4 separate regions of the Sus scrofa genome follow, and regions 1, 3 and 4 are each linked to region 2. Evidence: chromatin contacts called from public Hi-C and targeted proximity ligation data. All regions are on one chromosome and are shown on one strand. The core of a region is the stretch at or near the end of the contact, and the rest is flanking DNA. Distances in the headings are between cores, read along the strand shown. Region 1 overlaps RBKS (ribokinase). Region 2 holds the start of FOSL2 (FOS like 2, AP-1 transcription factor subunit). Region 3 holds the start of GPN1 (GPN-loop GTPase 1). Region 4 holds the start of MRPL33 (39S ribosomal protein L33, mitochondrial).

Region 1 (2,916 bases), core at 252-2,751, 560 kb before region 2:
CAAAATCATTTCTTATTCTGCTTGTTTGTCTTTTTTTGGGGGGGTGCACCCATGGCCTAGGGAGGTTCCCAGGCTAGGGGTGGAATCGGAGCTGTAGCCTCCGGCCTACACCACAGCCACAGCAATCCCAGATCCCAGCCACATCTGCAAACTACACCACAGCTCATGGCAAGGCTGGATCCTTAACCCACTGAGCGAGGCCAGGGTTTGAACCTGTGACCTCATGGATGCCAGTCAGATTCATTTCCGCTGAGCCACGACAGGAACTCCTTCTATTCTAATTTCATAATTAACCAACAGCTTATTTTCCCATAATTAACCAATAATTTAGTCACAATTTACCCATGAGATTCATATCGAATCTCTGGGTTTTAGCTGCCGTTTTGTGTGAGAAGTGACGTTGATGTCGGCCCAGTGGGAACCGTTCTGTGGTACTAACACTGCATTCCCAATAAGCACCAAGGCAACAGATTTAGCTTCCTTCCTGCCCAGATATGTTCCCTCAACAGTCTGTAAAGTTTTAAAGTTAAATTATACATGCACCGGCAGCTTGGTGTTTAAGAATTCCTATGGCAAAGTTGTTTATAAAGGCTAACCCTAACCTCCAAGGGAAAAGTCCAACCACATTCTTCTCACGCACAGACACACTGACTGGTCTGTTTTAAAATCTTGGTTTCCATCGATCGGATTTGCTCGAGGGATTTTCTTTTTGGTCCTCTCTGCAATGACTAGTTATGCGGCAATGGACACTTCGCTTCCTTCCTGAGGTCATGACTCCCTGGCACAAGGCTGAAGTGAGGAGGTGCAGACCCTTTCACTGCCAGCGTGAGACAAGTTCTGGGCATGAGAGTGTAGTGCCCACACCCACGGTCCATCCTTTGTGACCATCACTCAGCTTTCCATTGAAGAGAACATGTCTGAAAATGAATCTATTTTTCAAGTCTCTAGTGGTCACTAGTCAGGCAGTGGTCTTCTGAACACCAAATACATGGGTGGGCTGAAATGGCAGGATTTTATTTCATTTTTTAAAATATTTATGTTTATACATTTCTTTTCTTTCTTTCTTTTTTTTTTTTTTTTTTTTGCTTTTTAGGGCTGCACCTGCAGCATATGGAAGTTCCCAGGCTAGGGGTCTAATCGGAGCTACAGCTGCTGGCCTGCAGCACAGCCACAGCAACAGAATGGCAGGATTTTAGATACATTCACCAAGGTGATGAATCAGTCATTATATAGACAATAAGGTGGATCTGGCCAAGGGAATGATAAATCCAGGCCTTTCCTAAGTTCTTGGCCCCGACATAAAGCTCAGACTACCAGCATCCTGCCTGCATGACACCACTTTCACTTTTCATAGGACTTTCTGGTTTATAGAGCATATTTGTAGACGTGATTCACTTTGAATCTCCTTCCAGTTTTGTGTGGTAAGCAGAGCGGGTCTTTCATTTTCCAGATGAGAAAGCGAGTATGAGAACTTGCTCAGGGTCAGCTGGCTAGGTGGCAGTACTGGGCTGTCTCAGTGGAAGGCCAGTCTCTGTGACAGCAGCCCCCTGGAGGGAGGCCACACGTGAACACCGACTTGGCTCAAAAAGAAAGTCGTTCTTTAAAACCCGGCAGCACATCTTTGAATATCCTCAACGGAGGCAATATGTCATCTTCTAAGTCAGTCTCAACCTAGAGTGTGCGTCAGAATTGCCTGGAGGGCTTGTGAAAATGCAGATTCTGGGCCCCGACCCCAAAGGTTCTGATCCAGGAAATCTGGGGCGGGCCCACGGTGCGTGTTTCTAGTGGGTTCCTGTTTCTAGTGGGTTCCGAGGACCACACCCTGAGAATGACTATCCCAAGGAATTTATTTCTGGAAAGAGTGAATCATTTAAATCCACGTCTAGTGATTAAGGTGGGGGAATCAAGCTAGGGCATTCCACCAGTGGCCAAAAACAATGCGCAACCGTAAAGAACAATACCGGCTCTGAGGGAAGTCTGAACGCAGAGCGCCAGAAAGCTGCTGAGTAATGGCATTTTGACCGGACTAACCTCTCTGGATGCGTGCTAAAGAATTCTTCTCTTAAGCGTTTAGGAAAACCTCACACAGTCCTACATGCCTGAGACGTTCCTTATCAACCTTTTATTTTCCAGCTTCAGAAAAACCAAAGAAACCATGGAAATGACACCCACATTAGAGAGAATCAATATCAAGAATTAATCGCTGTTTGCGGCAGCCGCAACTCAACAGGCTGGTAGCGCAGAGTCCTTTCTATGCTGCAAACCCGATGGTTGTGGAAGATGAGGGGAAAACTTTGCCTCTTGCCACCCTGACTCTTCCGTTGAGATTGGAATGGCAGAAATGCAAAGAGCTCATTTTGAATGCCAAAGATAAACATGCAATATCTTATGGGGGAAAAACATTCTAGCAGGAAAGAAAACTGAACCACATTAGGTACTGAAGCGGGGAGTCAATCCTTCATGTCACGGTAGGGGAAAAAAAGAGGTAGAGGCTGGCTTAAATATTGGTTCTAATTTTATTTTCAATTCTACATTACATTAAACTCTCCTTGTACTCCTCTTTAATTTACACCAACTGCTGACACAAATTGGTGTGCCTTCTCGTCTTTGACATCAGTATTTCTCTTGAATTATGCATTTCCATCTGGAAGGAGGTTTATGGGGATAAAGCCTTCTTTCATTTAGATGGATAAGAACAGAGAGGGATCAATGGGGGGGGGTCAAATGCAAAATCAAAGTAAGTGGGACAATAGATGTTCAAGGCAGCGTCTCCCTGCCCCAAAGGATTGTAAGTGGTATTGCAGGATGACTCTGGTCTTTCCATTTTCAGCATATTGATTAAAATTCAACTACTGGAGAACAAGGAAAAATTGTACCAACCTTCATTCCAGAACGGCCAGATTCTTCACTTATTGG
Region 2 (2,950 bases), core at 277-2,776:
GCCGGCCCCGCCCGGCGGCGCCGCGCCGGGCCAAGGCCCGGCCGCAGGGAGGCGCGGATACCCTGCGCGCCCAGGGCGCCCGCTGCTCCGGGCGGCGCCGCGGAGGGCGCCGACGACCGCGCGCGGCCGCACCCTCCCTGCGAGCGGCTCTGCGCGCCCGGCTCCCGGCCTCGCGGTGGCGCCGCGCTGAACCGCCCGTCTCGCTCTTCAGGACTGTGATTATTTTCTAAAACCCTGCGCAGGGGCCCGCGTGGCCGCTCTCGGGGGCCCCGCCCCGCGCCCCTTCCCAGGGCGGTGGAGAAGTAGGGAGGCCGTGGCGCGCTCTGGAGCCGGCGAGGGAATCCCTCTCCCTCCACGTCACCCGAAAGCGAGGGAACCCGCACGCGCGTCCTCTAACGCAAATGACCATCTTTGGCAACAGGCGCCGGTGGAACAGACCAAGGGCGCAGGGCCCAGGGGGGTGGGCGGGGGTGGGGAAGGGCCGGGCTGCCTCGGGTCCCCCAAACCGCGCTCACAGCGCTCCCACCCCCTCCACCTCCTTCCTTCCTCGCGCAGGGTGTGCGGCTGGCGTCAGCGCGGCCGGGAGCCCGGGCAGGGAGGGGAGTGCTGCGCCCGCCTCCTCCCGCGCCTCTTCCTCCTCTTCCCCCTCCTCCTCCTCGGCCCTCTCCCTCCGCCTCCCCTAGCGCTCCTCCCGCAAGGTGGAGTCTTGGGTTGACGTGAGGTACAGGGGCTGGAGAATAAAGAGTGGAGTTGAACTCGTGCCATTGTAGTGACTCATCTCGGGCAGAGCGCTGGGGCTCCGAGCGAACCAGCGAGCAAGCAAGCGGCGCTCGGCGGGGACAGAGAGAGGGAGAGAGAGAGGCGCGGACGGGCGAGGCGGGCCCGTCCGGGAGCGGGCGCCGGGGAAGGGGTGCAGGTCCGGGCGCCGGAGCCGCCGCAAGGGGAGCGGGCCCGCGTCCCTCTCCGCGTCAGCTCAGCTGGAACCCCACGGGCCGCGGGGCGGGCTGCCTTCACCTAATCAAGTGTCCCTGCCGCTCGAAACTCCGGCGGCGAGTCGGCCACAGGAAGTTTATTCTCAGCTCCTTTTCTAAAAGGAGGAAATAGAAGTTTCTCCAAGCGGGCAGCCTTTCTTTTCGCCTTTTTTTTTTTTTCTTCCTTTTTTGCCCTGTCTGAAATTGGGGGCCCCCAGACCTGGCAGGCTTGACTCGCCGGGCTCCTATTCTTTTTTTAATTTCCAATTTTTGATTGAGCCGGCGGTCCCGGCTGGGCTCTGATTGCGCGCGGGGGCAGGAGGGCGCGCGCAGGGGAGGGACCGAGGGACGCGCGGACTTTTTAGAGGGAGGGACCGGGTGGACAACTGGTCCCGCGGCGCTCGTAGAGCAGGAAAGAAGTGCAGCGCTCGGCGCTCGGGGGGCACTGTTCTCGGAGTGCCGCCGCCGAGGGGGAGAAGCCCGGGAGCGACGCTTAGAGCCCCAGGCGCGGCCGGCAGGGAGCCAGCGCGCAGCTGCCGGTGCGCGGCCGCGGCGAGGGCGGGGGAAGAAAAACACCCTGTTTCCTCTCGGGCCCCCACCGCGGATCATGTACCAGGATTATCCCGGGAACTTTGACACCTCGTCCCGGGGCAGCAGCGGCTCTCCTGCGCACGCCGAGTCCTACTCCAGCGGCGGCGGCGGCCAGCAGGTAGGTGCGGGCCCCGGGTGCACCTGGCGCCGCGGGTGGACCCCCCGCCTTCCTCTCGCCAGGACTGCCTTTTTTCCCCCCCTTTCTTTTCCCTTTCTTGATTTGGCGAGAAAATTCTTGCGGCCTCCATTGTAAGTTCTAGATTTTCATCTTGTCCTCCTGACACCTCCTTTAACCTTCCCCCATCCCCCGCCAACACTTTTTTTTTTTTTTTTTTTTTTTAAACTAGAGCGGCGAGTGGGCTGGAGAGCCAACAAACCCTCGCCTTCACACTACATCCTATACAGACAAGCTCCTGGAATTGCAGGGCCTTTTCCCCAGGACCCTGTACCTCTCTCGCAGGAACCCCGTGGTTAGACCCCCCTCCAAAAAAAATCTTTGCACCCACGGGCACCTCCCGACATCCAGGGACCTTATTCCTGCGAAAAAGCCCTCTCTCCTTCGGTCTTCGTTCATTTCTGAAAGAACTTGGGGACTGGGAAAAATGGGCTCCTTCAAGTAATCCGGAGCGAGGGCGAGGGTTGTCGCTCTGGGAATCAGGTGCGAAGGTCAGGAAGGAGGAGGTCAGCCTTGATTGGCTCAGGCTGCGCCTTTCTCCCCCGCGCCCATCCATCTCCTGTTAGGGTCACAGAAGGAGCCTGCACAGCCGACCAGAAGGGGCGCCTTGGGGGTCTGGGAATATCTGGGGCCAGGACGCCTGCAGAGAGGGGACGGTGGGGGGGCGGTGGGGGCGGTGGATGAGACCTCGCTTAGGCTCCTGGGTGGTTCTGGAAGCCGGAAAACAACTTGTTTCTAAAGCAGGCGGACTGGTTTGCACCAGAGGGATTTTGCCTGAGATCTGTGTGTCTATAAATACCGGAATAAATACCAGAAAGGTGCTGCTGGGTTGGTGGTGTTCGTGGGGTGCCTGCCCTCTGCAGCCACCACTCCCCCCCACCCCCCGACCCCCACTCTTGGGAGGGAGCTGGCTTAACCAACAAGGTTGCTGGAACCTGAAGCCCGCCTCGGTCAGGATCTGCAGAGTCTCTAGGCAAGTTGGCTGTCTCGAGTTGCGCTGGTAAGATGATGATGGCTTTGGCTTCTATAAGCCAGCCAACCAGGAGGGCCTGGGGTGGACTTCTGGGGAGGAGGGACCCTGAGGGAGAATAAAATGGAAAGGGGGCTCTCTTTGGTATCTGAAGAGGGGTCTCTTATTCCAAAGTGGTTCCCCATACCTGGTGAGTCCTTAAAATGGCTTTTCTGTGTCTTCTTTTTACCTGCCCCGGTGTCC
Region 3 (3,223 bases), core at 315-2,814, 720 kb before region 2:
ATTATAGGTTCTAGCCGGATTTGAGTTTCTTTGATTTGCTTGTCCAGCTTCATCATTTCTACTATTGCCTTTTCTTTAAACCTCTTCTCTCTCTTTGTTAGCTTCTCTGGCTTGAGAAAATTATTTAGGAAGCGAAGATCTGGTTGAAGGGAACTACTGGAGTCCTCAGCCAATCTGAAGGAAGAACAAGCGAGACATTCCCCCATCAGGAAAAGTTAGGAAAGAATCTTAAAAATGCACACCTGTACCTCCACATCCCAAATACTTGGGAGCCCTGGAGTTCCCGTCATGGTTCAGGGGTTAACGAATCCGACTGGGAACCATGAGGTTGTGGGTTCGATTCCTGGTCTTGCTCAGTGGGTTAAGGATCCAGCGTTGCCGTGAGCTGTGTGTGGTGTAGGTCGCCGACGCGGCTCGGATCTGGCATTGCTGTGGCTGTGGCATACGCTGGCAGCTACAGCTCCTATTAGAGCCCTAGCCTGGGAACGTCCATATACCAGGGCTTCGGCCCTAGAAAAGACAAACAACAATAAAAAACAAATATTTGGAAGCACCTATGATGTTCCTCACACAAGGCACCGGCATCGGGAATAGGACTAAGGGTAAAGACGTTGAGAGTGTAGTTTACAACCCACACTACGCCTTCACCGCAACCCTGCGAGGTAGTATCTCAAATGTAAAGAGGAGAGAACAGGTTTAGAGAACTTAAGTGGCCTGGCCACAATATACACCGCCAGCGGGTGGCAGAACCTGGGCTTGAAACCCAGATCTCAAGGCTTAACTGCACACTACAGGCACTCCGAAGGGCCGCAGAAGCCATCTGGCCGGTCGGGAGTTAGGGCATAGGGCTCGGCTCTTCCACCACCTTTCCGGGTGCCCAAGGCGCTTTGAGGGGAGGGATGCGCTCCTTCAGTACCTACTTGACAAACTCGGCAACCAAACGTTCCTCCCCCAAGCCTCGGCGCAGCTCCTTTGGGGAGGCCGTCAGGGAGCCAGCGCTAGAGCCGGGGGCCGGCGACACGCGGACACCGCGTCGCAGTCTAGAGGGTTTTCCCAGTTTCTCCCGACGGGTCTCTGGAGGTCTCGGAGCGGCCCAGCAACTCCGGGGCTCGCATACAGCCCGGGTCCTGGCCTGTCCAGCTCTGAGCCGCTTAACCTCCTCGGCTGCCGGACCAGCCCTAGCGGCTGGTTCTCCCGCGGCTCGGTTTCCTGCTCGCAGCGGGTCGGCAGGAAAACGCCCTCTCTTGACTCTCGTACTGTGTGAGCCCGGGGGTCCCCTGTCCTCCCACCCGCCTGGGGTCCGCAGCTGTGTCCTTAGCAGGCCTCGCCCGACGACGGTGAGCTGCTCTGGGGCTGACCCCTTCCAGTTGTCGTCCCAGTGTCTCCACCTCCCCGTCTCTGTCCCTAGTTGGGCCCCCATCCGGGTCCGGACGGACAGACACTAAGGCGCACGTCTCTCCCCTTGGTCCTGCCCTCCCGGGCCAGTTGGGTTTGGTTCGGTTCGGTTCGGTTTGGTTCTAGTCTCATTCAGCGTCCCGAACCTCGCGGGAGTCTCTCTAGCTACGACCGTCTCTATGGTCGAGTGGGCGGAGCCAGGAGCAAGATGGCTGCGCCCGAAGCTGCCACGGTGCCGCAAGCTTCCGGGGGTCCCCGGGCTCCGGCGTGCCTGTTGGTGCTGGGAATGGCGGGGTCTGGGAAAACCACCTTTGTACAGGTGACCTACACGGCGCGGGCGGAGTAGGGGCGCGGTGGAAGTTGTCTGTGGCGGGCGTAAGGCCAGGGAGAAAGGGAGGGAGATCTCTGGGGAGTTGGAGGGTACCGGCGCCAGGCTTTTAGGGTCTTGCCAGCAACTCCGGTTCCTTCCTCGGTGAACCCTTCTCAGATCCTCACTTGGGTTCATTTAGCCTCTTTCTGAGCCCCCTCAGTGCCTACGAGGTATGACCGTACTTGAAATTGTCTTGTCGGCCAACTCCTCAAAGGTAGAGGCTTACAAGGAATCCTGGCAGGTAATACAGTGCTAGCACACAGGCTTTCGGTGTAGATTCCTAAAGAATTCTATCTGGGGTGCCTCCTGTGTGTCAGGCACTGGGGATACAGCGGAAATGAAGTAACAAGGTTCCCGCTTAGGTGGAATTTAAGTTTTGTGGGAGATATGGAAACCCCGTCGTCCCCCCCGCCCCCCTAGTCAATACTTGATGGAGAGTACGATGTGTGATGAAGAAACGTTGCATTCAACTGAGAGTGATTGTTGGAGGTGGAGATCAGAGGTGGATATTTAAGGTAGAGGGAAATGCAAGTGCAAAATTCCTCTGGTAAGTTGGATAGAGGGGTGGGAGTTCTCTCTTGGTTCTGTATCATGCCTCTTGGTCTCAGTCTATCCCTCTCTCCATATCTCTGCAGAGGCTCACCGGACATCTGCATAGTCAAGGCTCTCCACCTTATGTGATCAACCTGGACCCAGCTGTGCATGAAGTTCCCTTTCCTGCCAATATTGGTGAGTAAACTGTACCAGAACTGGTGTGAAGTTTCTCAGAGAGTGGAAAACTGTCAGCCTATCCATCAGGCTTAAATGCTTTCATTTTTGATGTTGTCTAGCATTTCCCTTGGATTTGCTAGCATCCTTAGGCTTCTTCCCGATGATCATTTTCTCTTTGTTTACTCCTTCCCCCTTTCTAAATTTCTTTCCTTATCACCTACCATTTTCATTACCTCTCTTTGACTTTAGGGTGTGAGACTATGGTATTTGGGAAAATGAAGTGACAGAAAGTCAGTCTTTTGGCTTCTAAGCTGTAAATCCTTCAGCAGGCTCTGATACATAAACCTTGTTTTTATAGTTTCTTCCAGTTTGGATGATTTTTTTTTTTTTTTTTTTTTTTTTTTTTTTTTTTTTTTTTTTTTTTTTTTTTTTTTTTTTTTTTTTTTTTTTTTTTTTTTTTTTTTTTTTTTTTTTTTTTTTTTTTTTTTTTTTTTTTTTTTTTTTTTTTTTTTTTTTTTTTTTTTTTTTTTTTTTTTTTTTTTTTTTTTTTTTTTTTTTTTTTTTTTTTTTTTTTTTTTTTTTTTTTTTTTTTTTTTTTTTGGAGCATGAGTGTCTTGAACAGTAATTTGCTTACTGCAGTAGTTTGCTTTCAAAGTTACATGGAGAAATGTGTGTAAATATGCCTGTATGTGGTTGTGCGAGACGTTCCCTCCCTGTTATCATCAGACTTGACTATAAAAAAGATTA
Region 4 (3,055 bases), core at 514-3,013, 600 kb before region 2:
TCATTATACTATCCTTTCAACTTTTTGGCATACTGAAATGCTTCTTTATAGAAAATTGGAGTGGGGGAACACTATACAGACTCTGGGCCTCACCTCTGGCATCTCGGTCTTTTAAAGGACCACAGGTGACTGATATCCCCTCAGGAATAAGAATCACTGATCAATGCCCACACTAAGCCTGAAACAGGTCTGAAGAGTTGAAATGACTTTCCAAGGAACAGACTGTTCCTTGGCTTCTGGTTCTGTGTTCTTTCCTTACAAATCCTCTAAAGGAATTTCTTATATAAGAAACCTTACCCTCCTGGACCCCTAAAGCTCTTGTTTGTCCGCAGCTGAACCTCACAAGGTAAGGAAGGATTTGGGAACCTGGAGTGTACTCAGTTGTTGCAATCAAGTTACAGGGAAAAAACTGTTATTAAAGGTACCAAGGGAAAGGACAGTCCTAAATTAAAAAATTGAGTAGTGCTGTTCTCTTGTGGTACGGGCAGGTTTAGGATCCAGTGTTGCCACTGCAGCAACTCAGGTCGCCCCTGTTGCGTAGGTTGACCCCCTGGACTAGGAACTTCCATATGCTACAGGCGCTGCCCAAACAAACAAATAGTAAAAGCATTAAAAATTGAGTTGTATTGGAGAGCTACAGTTCCTCCTTTAAATGATTTTTATTACTTTCAGTGAGGATAATCCATGAGAATACATCTTCTTTCACATTTGTAAAATTTAATATATAGATAAAATCACAGATTAGAAAAAAATCCCCAAGTCCTAATTATTAGTTGGAAAATGAAGTTTTTTTTTTTTTTTGTCTTTTCAGGGCCGTTTCCACAGCATATGGAGGTTCCCAGGCTAGGGGTCTAATCACAGCTGCAGCCGCCGGCCTACACCACAGCCACAGCAACTCGGGATCCGAGCCGTGTCTGCGACCTACACCACAGCTCACAGGCAACGCCGGATCCTTGACCCACTGAGCAAGGCCAGGGATCAAACCCCCAACCTCATGGTTCCTAGTTGGATTCGTTAACCACTGCGCCACGACGGGAACTCCTGGAAAATGAAGTTTTGAATGAAGTCCTTAGTGTTGAAGGAGCCAGGTTCCTTAAAGATAGATTAAGACTGGAAGATGGCAAAGTGGTTAAGTCCCAATATCTAATGGAAAGGGATGAGTCTTTGCAGTCAGACAAAATTGGGTTCAAATTCTGACTCTGCCATTTACTAATTTTGTGACATTAAGCAAATTATGTGAGTGCTCCTAATCGCAGTTTTTCAGCCCCCTATTGCCAGGCACTATATTAAGTGCTTAGACAAGGCAGTTAACAAGATGCAGAGGGCACTGCCTTCATAGAAATCCAACATGTAATTAAAGAATAGGGATTTCAGGTGGGCTTCTTAATTCTGGAGGGACTGAGAGTAGCTGTGAAGCAGGTGGAGTTGGAGTTGGAATTGGTTGGAGGAAGCAAAAGAAGCAACCATTTAAGGAAATAATGCCTCAGTCTGATAGCCTGAAGCAGTTGAGGAACCTACGGAGTTCCTGTGGCTTTAATGTAGGTGGCGGCGATTATTCAGTGAAACAAGTATGGAAAGCACCTAATTCGCATCTAGAAGGAGCAGCCAGATCTGGGGTGCGAACCCCGAGCGCTAACAAAGTCCCTCTCCAAATGGGGAGAGGCCTGCATCTTCCAGCACCACGAAAGAAAGCCGCCTGACATATAAACCACACACGAAAAAAGCGGGCTCCGACCCTCAGGTCTATGTCGGGGGGCGTGGTCGCGGTGAACTTCCGGACATCCTGTTCCGGATCAGGCCTGTGCCCCGGAAGCAGTTGTTTGTTGAGGGACCTTGGGCCCGTTACGGACCCTGCAGTGTACTCTCGCCATGTTCTTGTCCGCGGTCACCTGTAAGTGGGGCTGAAGGCGGCGGGACCGTGGCAGTTGGCTCGGGACGTGGCGGGGCGGGGTGCGCGCGCGCGGGGCGGGAAACTGCGACTGCGACTTCCCAGGCCTTCAGAACTACAGCGCCCGGCATGCCCCGCGGCGCGCTCGCTGAGGGGCAAGTGGGTCTTGGGGGTCGGCGGTGCTGTTGCTGGATCCAGTTGCGGTTCGTTTGGTCAGCGGGAGTGGGGCACACTTCCCCCGCTCTCTGTAGCGCTGTGTCAGCAGAATCACTGCAGTCCTAACTGGGCAAAACTCGGAATTTGTAATACTGTCAGTGGCTTAGAACTTCCAAGATGAAGAGCAGAGGTTGACCTAGGTCTTACAGCTGGGCTGGGAAAGCAGCCCTCTGGCTTCCCAGACTGGGCTCTTCCATGCACCAGGCAGACCTATCATTTAGTTTCCCTTCTCCACCTGATGTGATGATTGTTGGAGTTTGCATAAGTTAACTTATCAAACAAGAGGCTTGTTCTAGTGCAAATATTTACACCTTAGAAGAGGAACAAGTGGAGCAGATCTTTATAAAGATTTAAAAGTATCCGTCCAGCTGAAAAGAGCTTGTGCAAAGCATTACGTCCAGAACTGTAGTGTTCTGATTGGATGTTTAAAACTCTGTAAAATCCTAACGGAATCCCTAATAGCTCAGGACAGTAGTTAACTTGAGTGACAGCCTATGGTGTACTTCTTAAGTGTTTTTGATTATTAATGATATTTATGTGAACTGCAAGATAATAAATCGATATTTTCTCTTTTCTCTTCATCTTTTCCTACTTTCAAAAAAGTTGCCAAGAGCAAGTCAAAGTAAGTAAGAGTTTTCATTTTTTAAACTTGTTTATGTTAGATTCATTAGTCCAGCTGTTGCCAATGAATCCTTTTGGTAAACGAAGCATTTGGCTTTGATTTTATGATAGTTGGTTTGAGGATTACTTACCTGATGAATTATCTTGGCCTTATGAACTGTTTGAAAAAATATTTTCCCTCCTCCCAACTGACCTACTTAAGTGAGCATTCAAATAATTTACTTAAAGTTGCTTTTGCTGTCTTGTTCCTAAACAAATTATCAGGATCCCCATGCTCTCTTTGGACTACCACTGTATTTCTGTTTTCTCAAATTGAGGACTGAGGACCAT

What was found. Hi-C and Micro-C count contacts between places; a contact is called where the count stands out from the background.
Region 1: a contact with region 2 is called in a Hi-C map of embryonic fibroblasts, with 7 times the contacts expected there. A contact is called at or near these places in 3 of 5 promoter capture datasets (fetal liver, fetal skeletal muscle and liver), 5 of 47 Hi-C or Micro-C datasets (embryonic fibroblasts, liver, mesenchymal stem cells and 1 more) and 2 of 2 datasets of targeted methods (alveolar macrophages and skeletal muscle).
Region 3: a contact with region 2 is called in a targeted proximity ligation map of alveolar macrophages. A contact is called at or near these places in 1 of 5 promoter capture datasets (fetal skeletal muscle) and 1 of 2 datasets of targeted methods (alveolar macrophages).
Region 4: a contact with region 2 is called in a targeted proximity ligation map of alveolar macrophages. A contact is called at or near these places in 1 of 5 promoter capture datasets (fetal skeletal muscle), 1 of 47 Hi-C or Micro-C datasets (embryonic fibroblasts) and 2 of 2 datasets of targeted methods (alveolar macrophages and skeletal muscle).

What each region holds. Positions count from the first base shown.
Region 1 is chr3:111,403,241-111,406,156 of Sscrofa11.1, reverse strand. The region is part of intron 7 of RBKS (ribokinase); the gene reads right to left. Among named protein-coding and RNA genes, the nearest start is that of TRNAE-UUC, 9.4 kb to the left of the region's middle.
Region 2 is chr3:110,841,479-110,844,428 of Sscrofa11.1, reverse strand. FOSL2 (FOS like 2, AP-1 transcription factor subunit) reads left to right here and starts at 1,526. Exons shown (of 4, transcript NM_001315740.1): 1 at 1,526-1,680. The coding sequence starts at 1,579.
Region 3 is chr3:111,563,406-111,566,628 of Sscrofa11.1, reverse strand. GPN1 (GPN-loop GTPase 1) reads left to right here and starts at 1,564. Exons shown (of 14, transcript XM_003125289.5): 1 at 1,564-1,714; 2 at 2,401-2,494. The coding sequence starts at 1,604. CCDC121 (coiled-coil domain-containing protein 121) reads right to left here and starts at 1,584. Exons shown (of 2, transcript XM_003125283.3): 1 at 921-1,584; 2 at 1-174. The coding sequence starts at 1,420.
Region 4 is chr3:111,437,443-111,440,497 of Sscrofa11.1, reverse strand. MRPL33 (39S ribosomal protein L33, mitochondrial) reads left to right here and starts at 1,763. Exons shown (of 4, transcript XM_003125284.5): 1 at 1,763-1,891; 2 at 2,708-2,726. The coding sequence starts at 1,870.